Linked DNA regions of Zea mays: region 2 is linked to region 1. Evidence: chromatin contacts called from public Hi-C data. All regions are on one chromosome and are shown on one strand. Each heading gives the region's core, a stretch centred on a gene start, on an enhancer-like site or on the middle of the called end of the contact. The rest is flanking DNA. Distances are from core to core; before and after follow the strand shown. Region 1 holds the start of LOC100279235 (putative protein kinase superfamily protein). Region 2 holds the start of LOC103649954 (protein TPR1).

Evidence for each region. A called contact is a pair of places that touch in the nucleus more often than the background predicts.
Region 2: a Hi-C map of leaf shows a contact between it and region 1, with 5 times the contacts expected there. The contact joins the promoter of LOC103649954 here to the promoter of LOC100279235 in region 1. A contact is called at or near these places in 2 of 25 Hi-C or Micro-C datasets (ear and leaf).

Annotation. Positions count from the first base shown.
Region 1 is chr3:35,678,618-35,685,326 of Zm-B73-REFERENCE-NAM-5.0, reverse strand. It overlaps LOC100279235 (putative protein kinase superfamily protein), which reads left to right and starts at 3,839. Exons shown (of 8, transcript NM_001152256.1): 1 at 3,839-4,167; 2 at 5,190-5,669; 3 at 5,919-6,293. The coding sequence starts at 4,122.
Region 2 is chr3:35,991,301-35,998,009 of Zm-B73-REFERENCE-NAM-5.0, reverse strand. It overlaps LOC103649954 (protein TPR1), which reads left to right and starts at 3,787. Exons shown (of 25, transcript XM_008675649.3): 1 at 3,787-4,227; 2 at 5,284-5,463; 3 at 5,587-5,700; 4 at 6,206-6,364; 5 at 6,457-6,631. The coding sequence starts at 4,148.

The DNA of each region.
Region 1 (6,709 bases), core at 2,590-5,089:
TCTAACCCTAGGCCACCCGGCCACACCCAGGCCCCCACCCGCCACTCCGCCAGGCCGCCACCCACCCCCACTTGGCCACTCCCCCAGGCGGGCAAGCATGGCGCCCATGCCCCAGCCCCTAGACCCTAGATTCCAGACCACGTCGCCACCGCACCACCGGAGTCTATGGCCAGCCACCGCCCTCGCCCACCCGCGAGCCAGCGAGCGCGAGCCGTTGAGTCCCTGGCTCCCTGCGCGTGCGAGACCAGAGATCTAGGCAGCGAACGAGCCATGTCCGTCCCCCGCCACCAGCGACCAGATGGTGCCGGTCATCCCTGCTGCGACGAGCTGGCGCCGTGAAGCCGCCCTCCAGGCCTACAACTCTAGTAAGTTGCAAGCACTTATACCTATTTATGTTCTCTTATTTATAATATGCTCATATGGACCGTGGACTGAACTATGAACTTATAAATAATTCGAGGAGCTGAACTCTTTTCCTTCATAGGGTTTTGTCACGAAGTATGAGTTTTTACTTAGAAAGGTTTTTAATGAGACAACACTACACTAAGGCTCCAAAACATTTAAAGACTATTTTGTAGCCTATTTGCCTTGTCTTATGTTGGTTTGAATGTCTAGTTGGTTAATGGATTGAATTTATGTTCAGTTTTGATGTGAATGTAAGGTTTTTCTGTTAAATGTGATGTTTTATGTACAAGTAAGGTTTTTCTGTTAAATTTAATGTATTCTGTGTATTTAGTTACTGGATCCGAGTCCTGCACGACACTAACAGGCTGACCGTGCCCCAGCTGAGCCTAGCCTGACCCGCATAATAGTGGGCGTGCCGTGCTTGGACAACAAAACTAGCCCACGGGCCAGCCCTACCCGACCCGTGAAAATAACGTGTCATGTCATGTCCTGGCATGCCCGTGCCACCCACCGAGCGGCACCCAGTTGAGCCGAGACGAGGCTGTCTCGTTTTTAACCCTAGCTCTGGCTAGACACCGGCGGATATTCTCGCGCCTGTGTTAAAAAAAGTGCAAGATATTGTGAGAATAAACAGACGATGCGGATCTGCCGTTCTACTGTGTTCTAGTCTTCTCGGCCGACAATTTGATCGATAACCACATGGTGATATATAATCAAGTTAGGCATGCATTTTTCCACAGCCATGTATGTCATCATGAGTTAGGTACACGAAAGTAAATAACTCCCGCGCGCTGAAACTCTATTGTTCCATCGATCGGTTACAACTTACAAAAAAAAAAAAAACTCCGGCCTTGACAATTGACGGATTCGTCGAGCTCGAAGAACGAAAAATGAGACGGAGGAAGTAGTCAGAGATGCATAGAAATAGAGGGTGTGGGTGTGGCTCCTTCCTGTCAGAGAGGGTCAAAGCAGCCACCTGAATTCAAATCAAGGACAAGGACTCGCCGAACCCCAGTCGATCCCTATGCGTGCGTGTGTGTGAGAGAGAAGTGGCCATGACCCATCATGATCCATCCGATAGTCAGCCCAGCCCCATCTCTGAACCGTACGTTCACGGCAGAGAAAATGAGCACAAAACTTATATATATGTGTGTGTATGTAAATCCGCGAAATATAAATGGCGCTCGTCGATCTCATGCATCGCTCGCATCGCTGCTTTTCCACGCTGAAACGAGCCCCCCGGCTGTGGTCGTTGATTAAAGAAGAGGTAAAGCGTCGCTGCTACTACGCTAGCACGGGAAGTCGAGTCGGCAAAGGAAGAGCAGTAGGTCATGATTGCGCACATGAGATCGATGTCGACGTCTAGCCCCGGATTTGATGCGCGGCGCTTAAGCTAGCAGCTAGGCTCCCGTTAGTGACTCACCGGTGACCGTGTACACTTTAGATGGTCAATAACCACGAGACCCGTGAGCCCGGCACGAAGCCTGCTGTTCGGACCCGATCCGAGCCCGGCACGGTCCGGTTCTATGCGGGCTCAGGCCGGTCCGGTACAAATAAGCGGGCTGGGCTCGGACAGGAAACTAGTCACGGTGGGCTAGCCCGCCACGACCCGTTTACCTCTAAGCTCGTTAAGCCCGTTATTTTACACTAAAACGTGCTTGTCGGCCCGCATATCCGCTTTTCGGCCCGCTTTTTTCGTGCTAAACGAGCCGGCCTGGCCCGTTTAGGCTCGATGCGGGCCGAGCTCGGACAGAAAATTAAACTCACCTGCTTAGTCGGTCCAGCCCAATTTTATAACCGTGTCTAGCGGGCCGGGCTTCACCGGACCCGAGCCGGGCCGGGCTTCACTGGGCCCGAGCCGAGCCGGGCGGCCCGTTTGGCCATCTCTACTGTACACTAAGGCTCCTATTCCACTCTCCAATTCAAACTGCACTCGCTCGTTTGCCTTGCACGTCGTTATTGACGAAGATGGCCTAAGATTTTTTTTGAGGCAATTACTGTACGAAAGACCTACAATACTTTTGTATTAAAAAAATATTATGTACAAGGTTATAGGAAGAGATTAGAGAGGGGATTAAAAAAAAGATCTGTTGTAGCCATGCTCCAATTCTATTGGCTGTCTGAAGGCTTCACTCTATGGCAAATTAGGAGCATCTCTGTAACAAACACACTTTGCATTCGTTATTGGCGTGGTATGTTTTCAATTATTGGTGGTATGTTTTTAAAGATTCATCCATTTCTATTTTTCCTTATGCACCAAATCATGATTATGAGGTACCTTCGCTCGTATTTGCTGAATAGCTAAGAGATGGTTAGAACGTGCGTGGTGGAGTCACCCCAGTTAGTTGCCAGCATCTCTTTGCATACTAGCAATTTACGAAGATCTGCGGAAGGATCTCTTCTTTCTAAAGTATGCAGTTTTTCACATGTATACGAATCTAACTCCATACTTCTTCACCTGAGCAGAGACTTCGTGTTTAGCCTATTTTTTTTCAAGAACAGACAGAATAAAACCTATATTCCGGTTGACACTTTATCTTCCACAACTAAACATAAGCTGGATGGACTGTCATAGTCACAGTCATATGTTTGTGTGCTTTTTGTGAAGAATATTGTTGTGCTCCTCAATTGTGCGACCATTTGTTCCGTTGATCAGATATCTGTTGGCTTTGTAAGGCCTGCCTTAGACTTCGAGATGGCCTAATATCGATAGATTAGCTTGTCCTCAAGGTAGGCTGCTGGCCTAGCCCCGCGTGACCCATCTTTTGTTGCCTTCCACGTGAAGCCTAACTAGGATTTTATCTTTATCCTTGCCCGGTGTGCTTGCATGTGTGGAATGAAACGGCGACAGACGGAGACGGTTATTATGTGTCTGTTTGATTCAGCTTTTTTTCTGACCAGCTTTTCTGGAAATCTGGCTGTGGGGAGAATCTGAGTATCATTACGATTACACGTGTAGGAAGATAAATTTGTTCATAGGGCTCAGGATCTAGAAAGTGACAGATTCCTACTATTACAACGACTCAACCGATTATGTGTTTATGTTGATTTTGAATGGTTTTTGCCCCCAACAAATTTTATAGAAGCTGGCTCAAAAGCTGAGCGTTTGGCAGTCTGCAGCAGTTTTTGGTGGCCAGAAGCTGTAAGAAGCCGAAACAAACAGGACCTATATATACAGGCATACAGCCATCCAAAATCGTCGATCTACTAGCATGCTGTGAAATTGCCGATTCTCGCCCCGGCCGTAGACAAAACGAGCGAGCATTGACTTTTGAGGGCCCGAGAGCCCACGTCGGTCGTCTTTCAACCTCGAGTAAAACCACCACAGTGGACTGGACTGGACAGGACACACACCGATCCCTTCTGAAAAATCCCCCTCCCCTCCCCGAGGTTGCAGCGGCGAGGGAGGGGAGAGATAATAATAATCGCAGGAGGGAAAAGCAGCAGCGCAGGCGCAAAAAGCAAATCAAAGCCACACCACCACCACCACCGGCAGCTGCCGAGAGCCGCGCCCGCGCCCGAACACAAGGGAGAGCGGCCGGAGAGGAAAGCCAAATCCATCCACTCCACCCCGTACGCCGCCGCCGTCCCTGTCCCTCCCCTCTTCCCGCGCGCATGGGCCCCAAATCGCCAGCGCCGCGACGAGCGCGCCTGCCCCCGCGGCGGCGGTAGCAGCAGCAGCAGCTGCTGCTGTGTGCTTCGCGTCTTCGCCGGGGATGGCGCGGCTCGGGCGAGCGGGCTGCCGCTCCGGTCCAGCCCGAGGTGAGCACCCTCCCCCCCATCTGATCTGCGTGGGCCCTAGCCTCCTTGCTGCTCCTTGCTTCATGGAAGGCTTGGTGCGATGGGCTCGAGTAGTCTGGGCGCGTGCCACGATTGTGCTTGCCCGATTTGAGGTTCTGCCGGCGGGGAAATGACGGCTCCACGGCGGGGTCTGGGCTATGGGAGGGCGCGCTGCTCCAACTACCGTCGGGAGCTCGTTACCAACATTTGGGCGCACAGTGGGAAAGCTCGCCTGTAGATTCGAGTCCGTTTGGGGGTAGTGGGAGCGGCGGATTCGAGTTCACATGTAGTCTTCCAGGCGCCAGCAGCCATGGAACAATCAATACGGTAGAGATTGTGCAGCCTATGCTTAACAGTGAGGAGGATGTAATGGACACTGCAGCAGATACTAGGCAGTTTCATATTCGTAGTCTCTGTGGCCTCCTTGCTTGTGGGGGGAAAAAGTAATCTTTTTTGTCCGACTCCGATGCTTATGTTTTATTCAAACGCACTCGTGTGTAAAATCGATGGGTGCGAGAGTGGACAAATCTGAATGAGGTGAAACAATACCTTGGATAATGAATCGGGAAATGGCATAGCTATCCTGTTTAAATTAACAATGCCAAGCCTTGGCAAAGAACATCTGATCTGCTGAACATGTATCATGGTATGATTCAAATGATCGAGAAGGTCGGATACTAATGTGTCAGTTAATAATGTTTGGCACAAGGGAGTGGAGGTATTTTGTAATTCAGATGGAACACAAGTGTGTGTTTATGTGCATATGGACATTTCTTTCTCTGCCTACAATTGTATCATTCAAGGGCATACGTAAAGGGCAGATATGGTACGACCTTTTTATCTTACCACCTTAGAAGGGCTCCATAACATTTGTATGTTGTTTTTAGGGAGCCAATGAGCCATGGGCCACCAGAATCTTTTGTCTACGCTTTATGCCCATTCCACACAATGTACTTTCTTGCTTAAAATAATTCTCACTGGATGGTGTACAGCTTTTTTTTCAGGAATTCCTGAAGACACATTGAGAAATTTTATGTCCAATGTCTTGCCTGCTGTATTGATCCTGGAGTTTCTCAGTGGGACCAATTTGATTGTTCAAACGTTTGCTCTAGAAGTAGTCGCCCCTGCCATGCCTCCATTCCAAGGTTGGGGACCATTTCATTCTTTGGCATCCCAAACTAAAGTCCTTGTGAGTGTTTCTGCACAACCAGATGATGGCCTCCAAAGACAAAAGAAGCTATATTCATCAGCAGTTGCCATGTCATCCACACATCCTCCTATTTCAGCACCTAGCTATCGTTACATGCCTGGTGCTTTAGATCTTGCCATTTATTCCTCAGATCTATCACGTCCTCCAGTGCAGCATACCAGACACTTAGCAACAGCTGCTCCTGCTCACGTAGATGCTGACCCTCCGGATGCAGCTTCAAATTCTAGCGCAGCTCCTTTGGGATTAGTGCAGCCTCCAGTGTCTCCTCACAGTGGTAAGTCTATTTGCCAGAGCCTTGAAGTATTCTGATTGTAAATGAGCTCTCACACAGCTTAAAATTACATAATCCTGTTGAGGGGTTGGTCATTTGTCTATTCTAGAAGAGCATCATTTATACATTTCGTTCTGATCTATTTGTTCCATTTTTTATGCGACGGATATCATTTACTCCAATAGTATCTGTTCTATGTTATAGATTTGCTTTATTCTCTTAACCATATTGTGATTTATGTTTGTTTGTTAGGTTGTTGTGCACCGAACATGGTACAAAAACGAGGGACCCGGGACTGCCATTGTGTTTATCCAGTGAGAATTGAGCTCTTCCTTCGTAATGTTTCCTTGACTTCAAACTGGAGCAACAAATTTCTTCAAGAACTTGCTTCTCAGCTCAACCTGCGCGTTAATCAGTTTGAGATTGTAAATTTTTATGTTGTTGGAGCTTCTGGGCTAAATATCACAATGGATATAGCTCCCTACACTGGAATTAGCTTTGCTGCTGATCAAGTCAAGGCAATGAATTATTCACTTACTCTGCATACAGTTCGGATTGATCCTGTGTTGGTCGGGGACTATAATCTTCTTAATTTAACTTGGTTCAGGTCATTGGCTCCAGCTCCAGGTAATAGCTTTCAATCTTGTACTTGTTCTGTTTGTCATAATGAGAGTAGTTTTGTTACTGTCCAGGAAGAGAAATTCTGGATTATTTTTGTTCTTATTGTTTACTTAATGTGCGATTGAAGAATTTCTGAGATGCATGATATTATGAGGTATATGTTCTTTGTTATGGAAATTTGGACCTTTCAATTGACATATATCAAACTGGTTCATAGCTATAGAAAAGAATGAGACACCAATCATTGTTCTTAGGGCCGTTGCCTCGGCGATGGTGGCCGACGCCTTGCCAAAACAGGGGAGGAGAGGGAGGGATGAGAGACCATGGAGGAGAAAGGAAGAGCAGGAGCTCGGGCGTATGGGTCATTGATGTGCCTATGAGGAGAAAGGAAACATTACGAAGGAAGAGCAGGAGATTAGGCC
Region 2 (6,709 bases), core at 2,538-5,037, 310 kb before region 1:
CCCGGCAGACAGAAATCTCCTTGCTGTCCGGGAGACAATACAAGAAATCTTCTTCTCCGCTGCCGTTGAATATCAATGCCCCCTTTAGATATTTCAGTTTCCGGGCATAGTATTGAGCTTCTCGCTTTTCTTCTTTAGATAACCTTTTTCCTGAAGCATGTCGTACAAAATAATCAAAAGCTTCGGAAGATGTTTTTCAGGCAAAATTTGTTCTGTTGCTTCTTTTTTCGTTTCTTTTTCTTCGATTTCCAAGGATTTCTCCTTGGCGGGCTCTGAAGGCCCAGCTTCGGTCTCGGCCTAACTCTTTGCAGCTTCGGCTTCGGACAATCTTGTCTCAGACTGCGTCTTTGGAGTTTCGGCAGTTTTCCTTGGAGTAGAGCTTGTCTTTATTGTCTCCAGCGCATCTAGCACGTTAACCATCCTTTTCCTCTTAGGGGTCGCTCTAAGATCTTTTTGTGCCTTCGGCACTATCACTTCTGCCGAAGGGCTTGTAACTTCTAATATCCTTGTTCCTTTGACTACTATCTTTTTAATATTATCGGCCTTTGGCTCAACTAATTCGGCTGAGGATGTCTTCGGCATTGCAGCCGACTCTTCAATCTTCTGCGTAGGCGCAGGTTCTTTGGCTTCAATAGCCGAAGAGGTCTCACCGCCAAATTTGGGCACCACGACCGGCTCAATATATCGCGGCCGGTGAGTAAGAACCTTCACCTTTTTCCTCTTCGGCGCGGGCTCGTTTGGAGCAGCTGAAGCATCATCCTTCCCAGAAGTTGCACTTTTTCTTTTCTGCCCCCGTGACGGGTAGCGGTAGTCAGGGTACATGAACCCAATAGCATCAAAAACTCTGTTTAGCCTTTTCTTCTTCCGGCTTCCGAAGGCTGCAGATAACGCATTATCTTCCGCTTTGGAGTACGGCCCAAGCAGTTCATCACTTGTAGCTTCGATGCACTTCAGCCAATCATCGTCTGGTTCGATAAATTGGTCTTCAAACCTGAAGGTATATTTCAGTCGAACCAAACCACCTTCATTGGGGTTGCTGATGGTTTCTTTTGGCATCTCCCGATTGACTACCAATGGCCATATTCTGTAGGCCACGTGCTCTTGGACTAAGTCCCTTGTCCCGATGAAAGAACAAACTATGCCAAAGGCCCTTCGACATTCTTCAGCTGCTTCATCAATTTCTACCTTCAGTTTCCGAAGGCCGAAGCGGGACCAGATGGGGCGCATGATGATCTCTTTAATATCTTCTCTCGCCTTTAAATCATTTTTCATATAGAACCATTCTTTCATCCAGTCTCCAGGCCACCTCTTCCGAAAGGTTGGCACTGGGCAGATTGAGCCTGAACGAGCAACGAAGCTGTAGCAGCTAAAATTGTTGTGATACTGCTCCTTACCCCAGGGCTTCGTCTCATATAAAAGTTCGTGCATACTGCAGAAACCTTTTGCACTTGGTTCCAAACCCTGACTCCTCACAGCCCACACGAAGATTCCCATTCTTATGATGGCTTTGGGAGTAATCTGGTGAAGAAAAATCTGGTATATCTTTAAAACTTCAACCATGAAACTGCTTAAGGGGAACCGGAGACCAGCCTTGAAGAAGCTTCGGTAGATTACGACTTCATTCTCTTCAGGAACAGGGTCAGTCATGTCTCCGTTGTCAGCCCTCACGATGGATATGTCTCGAAAATATCTTCCGCTCATGTTATCAAGATGACTTTGCCTGATAGTCGATTTTCCGAAGACTGCGTGACTTGGTCGCCACTGCCGATCTTCGGAGTCTTCGCCCCCACTTTCCACATCATAACTATCGCTGTCATCGGTATCTTCAGATAAGCCTTCTAGAATTTCTTTTGTAATCTTTTCTGTGTTGGTCTTTGCAATTGACTCGATGAATCCAGCGGTTTTTTCCTTAAGAAGCTTCTCATCTTCGCTCAGCTTCGTTTCAGCAATAACTTTCTTATCTTGAGACATCTTCTCTTCGGAAATGGTGAAAAAGCGCTCTTAAAGCTGAAGCTTAGAAAATCTAAAAAGCCAAGCAAGCGTTGGTAGGCAAGAGCTAAAAATTGAGCAAGCAGAGCAGATGGCAAAAAGCGTGCCAAATGAGCTCGTGGTGTGCTCTTATTTATACGCCTAGTGCGTTGCAAGCTGGAGGGCCCCACTTGTCATTGACTGTTGCTATTCTAGCAAAGGGAAGGTGTTTTTCGGACCTTCGACTTAGGGCCTTCGTCCATATCGCAATCTGAATTTATCATTCTAACAAATTAATATTGCGAGGGGCTACTGTTGGGGGCCTTCGGCTTCCGAAGGTCCTCAAAAACATGATTTAACAATGTTCTTGGAGTATAATACATGAACAGGTATCTTCGGACTCGGATCAGATCCACAGTATGAAGAAGCACAAAGAACATGAAGGTTGGCGTAGAGCCGAAGCCATGTGCAGGAGAGCTTCGGCACTATAGCAGAAAAGGAAACCGACTTAAAAAGGAAAAGGCTATTCAGACCTCGATAGGTTACTATAGAGTCATTAGTAAATGTAAAGGACATGGGTGTAGTTTTACATGGGCTGCGTCCCATGCCTATAAATAGATGAACAGTGCTCCCGTACTGTTCACGCTGACTTGACATTTGCTTTTGCGTCACACTTGTACTCTTACCTTCTTTCAAGCCGAAGGTACATTTGTAATTTGATATCATTTCCATTTTTCCATAATAATAAAATAGAAATGAGTTGATAACAATACATAATTGTTTATGTTATCTCTTACACTTCATATGATTTCTTCTTTATTATTATATCTTGTGCTTATGAAGGTATGTCCTTCATAACCTTCGTCCGAAAATCATTATGTCCCAAGGGAAATAATGCTTCGAAGGACGAAGGACTTTAACGTTTAACATTTTTTGTGTTGCCTTGTTTTTAACTCATAGCATTTGAGAACAAGTCTCCAACAAGAAGGTTGTTAAAATATGGATTATTTTGGATTTTATAGTTACTATGCACCTGGTTACAAAAATACGTCTATATATATATATATATATATATATATATATATATATATATATATATATAAGTCGTATATGTTAAAAGACAAAACCTCTATAAAGAAGAATAAGAGAGTAATATTTATAATATATAATAAGTACTAAGATATTTTTATAGTAAATATTTATAGTAAACTTAAACATATCAACTTATAGAGAAAAAAGTCTTTACATCACAACATGGACAATTATACCGCACACACAGACAACTGCCTATTGATCCCAGGGCACGTGAACCTGCACTTAGTTAGGACATGTACAATTTTATTAGATGCTTTTTAAAGAGTCTTTAGAGACTTAAGTAAAAAAATAAAGAGGCAAACTCTTCACGTATCTTCACAATTTTTTTATATTTATTGTCTTTTAATTATATTTATGATCCAGAGGTTTAAAACTATGGTATAGTCACTTAGCATCGTGTTGTATTAGAAAATCGTTGTAGTGTCTCTAGGATGTACCTGCCCTCATCTCCTTCAGTCGGTGCCGTGCGCCACTGTTTTCCCACTGGCACGCTGCTGATCCGAGAAGACGCGCGATGGATGTAAACTGCCTTCCTGCAGTCCGCAACCAACCACGCATGGAAACGCAAGCCAGTCTCGTGTCGTCTCGTCTCGGCAGCCCCAGCACCGCCCTTCCCCTGTCTCGCGAGGCGATGTCTCGCGCGCACGTCGCCCTCACAACCGGACGCCAGCTCACGAATATCCATCCGATTTAATCCCAGCCCTTTCGATTCCGCCGCACTCGACCTATCATATAAGTACGTGCAGATATCAATAAGCTTACCCACTTATCAATAAGGACATGTGCTTCTCACAGATAAGCCAGTGCTGGGTGGCGTGGGGAGAGAGAAAAGGGCGAGAGGTCTGCAACGCATCGAAGAAAGCGAGACCATAGCTTCTCTCTCTCCCCCAACCTTCTCTTCCACATCTCCGCTTCTCTCTCGCCTCCGCTTCGCTTCGCGAGAGACGGGCCGACGACGGAACCCTAGGATTCGCGCCCGCCTGAGCGGCCAAGCCACCAGGACCGCGCCCTCCGGACCCGGGGGCGCCAGACAAGCTCCGGGGCGCGCGGATCGACCACTGGCCGGCTTACCGCCGCCGCTGCCATGTCGTCGCTCAGCCGCGAGCTCGTCTTCCTCATCCTGCAGTTCCTCGACGAGGAGAAGTTCAAGGAGACCGTGCACAAGTGCGTACACCCTCCCCTCTCTTTGCGCGGCCGGTGGTTACCTTGGGTTGGTGAGTGGTTGGAGATCAGGCTCCTCTACGCTCTAGGGGATTTGATTTGTCGCGCAGCCTGTTTCCGCTTTTTTTTTTTCTCATGAATCCGGCCAGACGCGGCTCTGTTTTTTTTTAAGTCGTTTCTTTTCCTTTCTGGGATTCGACGAGTTGCTGCTGGAAAAAATAAGTTTTTTCAAGCTTCGTTCGATTTGTTAGGAACCGTGTAATAACATGGAAGTTTGGGGGCTATTTAGGTCAAAAGACATTTTATCCCCCCTCGTGCTTTTCTCCGTGACAGTCGATGTTTTTATTTAATCAGGCCAAAAATCGATTTTCAAGGTCTCAACTTTTTTTATATTCCGGAAAAATTCAGGGGCGCATTTGGAATATAGAGCTTGCATGTGCGGGTCACTACACCCATCGCTGGTTCTTGTGTCCACTGGGCTTCCTCTTCTCTGTCGGTTCACTTAATTTCGTCGAACAAATGAATCTCGTGTTATTAGTTTTATAAATCAATACTCTGTTTGGTGTACTGGCGCTTTGGTCCCCTTGTCGTGTCCTGCGGGTAATAATCAGTAAACGACGCACTAGACGGTAATGTTGCTGGATTACGTCATTTCAACCAGGCAATTGGAACTTGTAGGACGTTCTGTTTTCAATGTGTTCTGCACTCTGCTCTGCTTGCTCCAAATTTTTGCATCGAAGAAAACACACGGTTGGTTAGTCAGAACTGTACTTTGTGGCTTCTGATCTTTTTCACAATAAATGCCATGAACTTGGTTGGTCGTTTAGGATCACTTCCAAGCTCAAATCTTGCATTGTGGTTGGCTGGTTTAAGTGGTTACTCGATATTTTTCAGTTTTGACCATTGGAGTTATGAGCTCTTTAGTGTACCCATTCTGTTGATTGATGAGAAAATTTGACAACTGATGTTGTACCACGTTCTTTTATCCCAGAAATGGAATTGCCTGTGGGCTGATATTCTACTACATGTAATAATTCCCTACTTCACATTGTGTTGTAGGCTTGAGCAAGAGTCAGGGTTCTTCTTCAATATGAAGTACTTCGAGGAGAAGGTCCATGCTGGGGAGTGGGATGAGGTGGAGAGATACTTGTCAGGATTCACCAAGGTAGATGACAATAGGTATTCGATGAAGATCTTCTTTGAGATCAGGAAGCAGAAGTATTTGGAAGCGCTTGATAGGTACTGTTCTTTCATATTTCAAACTTCATTTGAATGAGGAGCTGGGTTTTCGAATTTCGTGCCATTGTTTGGGGAATTGTAAAATTGTACTGACTTTTTTTCTTTTTTCTATGTTCCAAACAGGCATGATAGAGCAAAGGCTGTAGATATTCTTGTCAAGGATCTTAAAGTCTTCTCGACATTCAATGAGGAGTTGTATAAGGAGATAACACAACTTCTCACTCTTGAGAATTTTAGGTTTGTTCCTTTTGCTTTCTAAATCCATGGCATCAGATTGCTGAGAAACCATTAAAATAAATATTTCTTAGAGCCTTGTTACCCCTTAGATCTTTAAGATAAACATTGAAAACGACTCTCCTGTTTGGTGCAATGCAATTAATATATCTTCACTGACAATGAAATAGGACATTTACTAATAGATCATGAACTATTAGGAAGCCATGGCAAGCAGCTGGTACACATACATTAGCTGAGTAGGCCTGCAAGCCGGCAACGGCATAACTCGTTAGCTGCCAGATGCTTATTGCAAATGATAGAGGTTTGTTTAAGATATTCATTTGGTAGCTTTTATGTTATGCTGTATTTTCCTGTAAAAATTATTTTTTAAAATGAAATTTGTTAGTTGCTTAACAATATATTTATTACTATCCTACAGTGTTTTATTCCAAGTATTATAATTCCTTAGCCTGCTGCTTCTGTTTTCAATTTGTAGCTCAAAACTATCAAATAATGTTGCTTGCAGGGAAAATGAACAGTTGTCTAAGTATGGGGATACTAAATCAGCTCGAAGTATTATGCTGGTTGAGCTAAAAAAACTTATTGAAGCAAACCCCCTTTTCCGGGAAAAACTTGTCTTCCCTACTCTTAAGGCATCACGCCTCCGAACTCTAATCAATCAAAGGTTTGAAAGTAATCTAATGCTGTTACTTTAACGGATATTCTGTTTCCATTCCAATATTTTTAGTGTGACTGATTTCCCCCCCAAATGTGCAGCTTGAATTGGCAGCATCAGCTTTGTAAGAACCCTCGTCCAAATCCAGATATCAAAACTTTATTCACCGACCATACATGTTCTCCACCCAATGGAGCTCGTGCATCGCCGGTATCTGTACCACTGGCAGCTGTTCCAAAGGCTGGTGCTGCATATCCACCACTCACAGCTCATACTGTATGTTTGCACTTGATCATTTTCTGCTCGTGCGTGGATTTTATGATGTTTTTTTACATTATGTATTTATTTATGCAG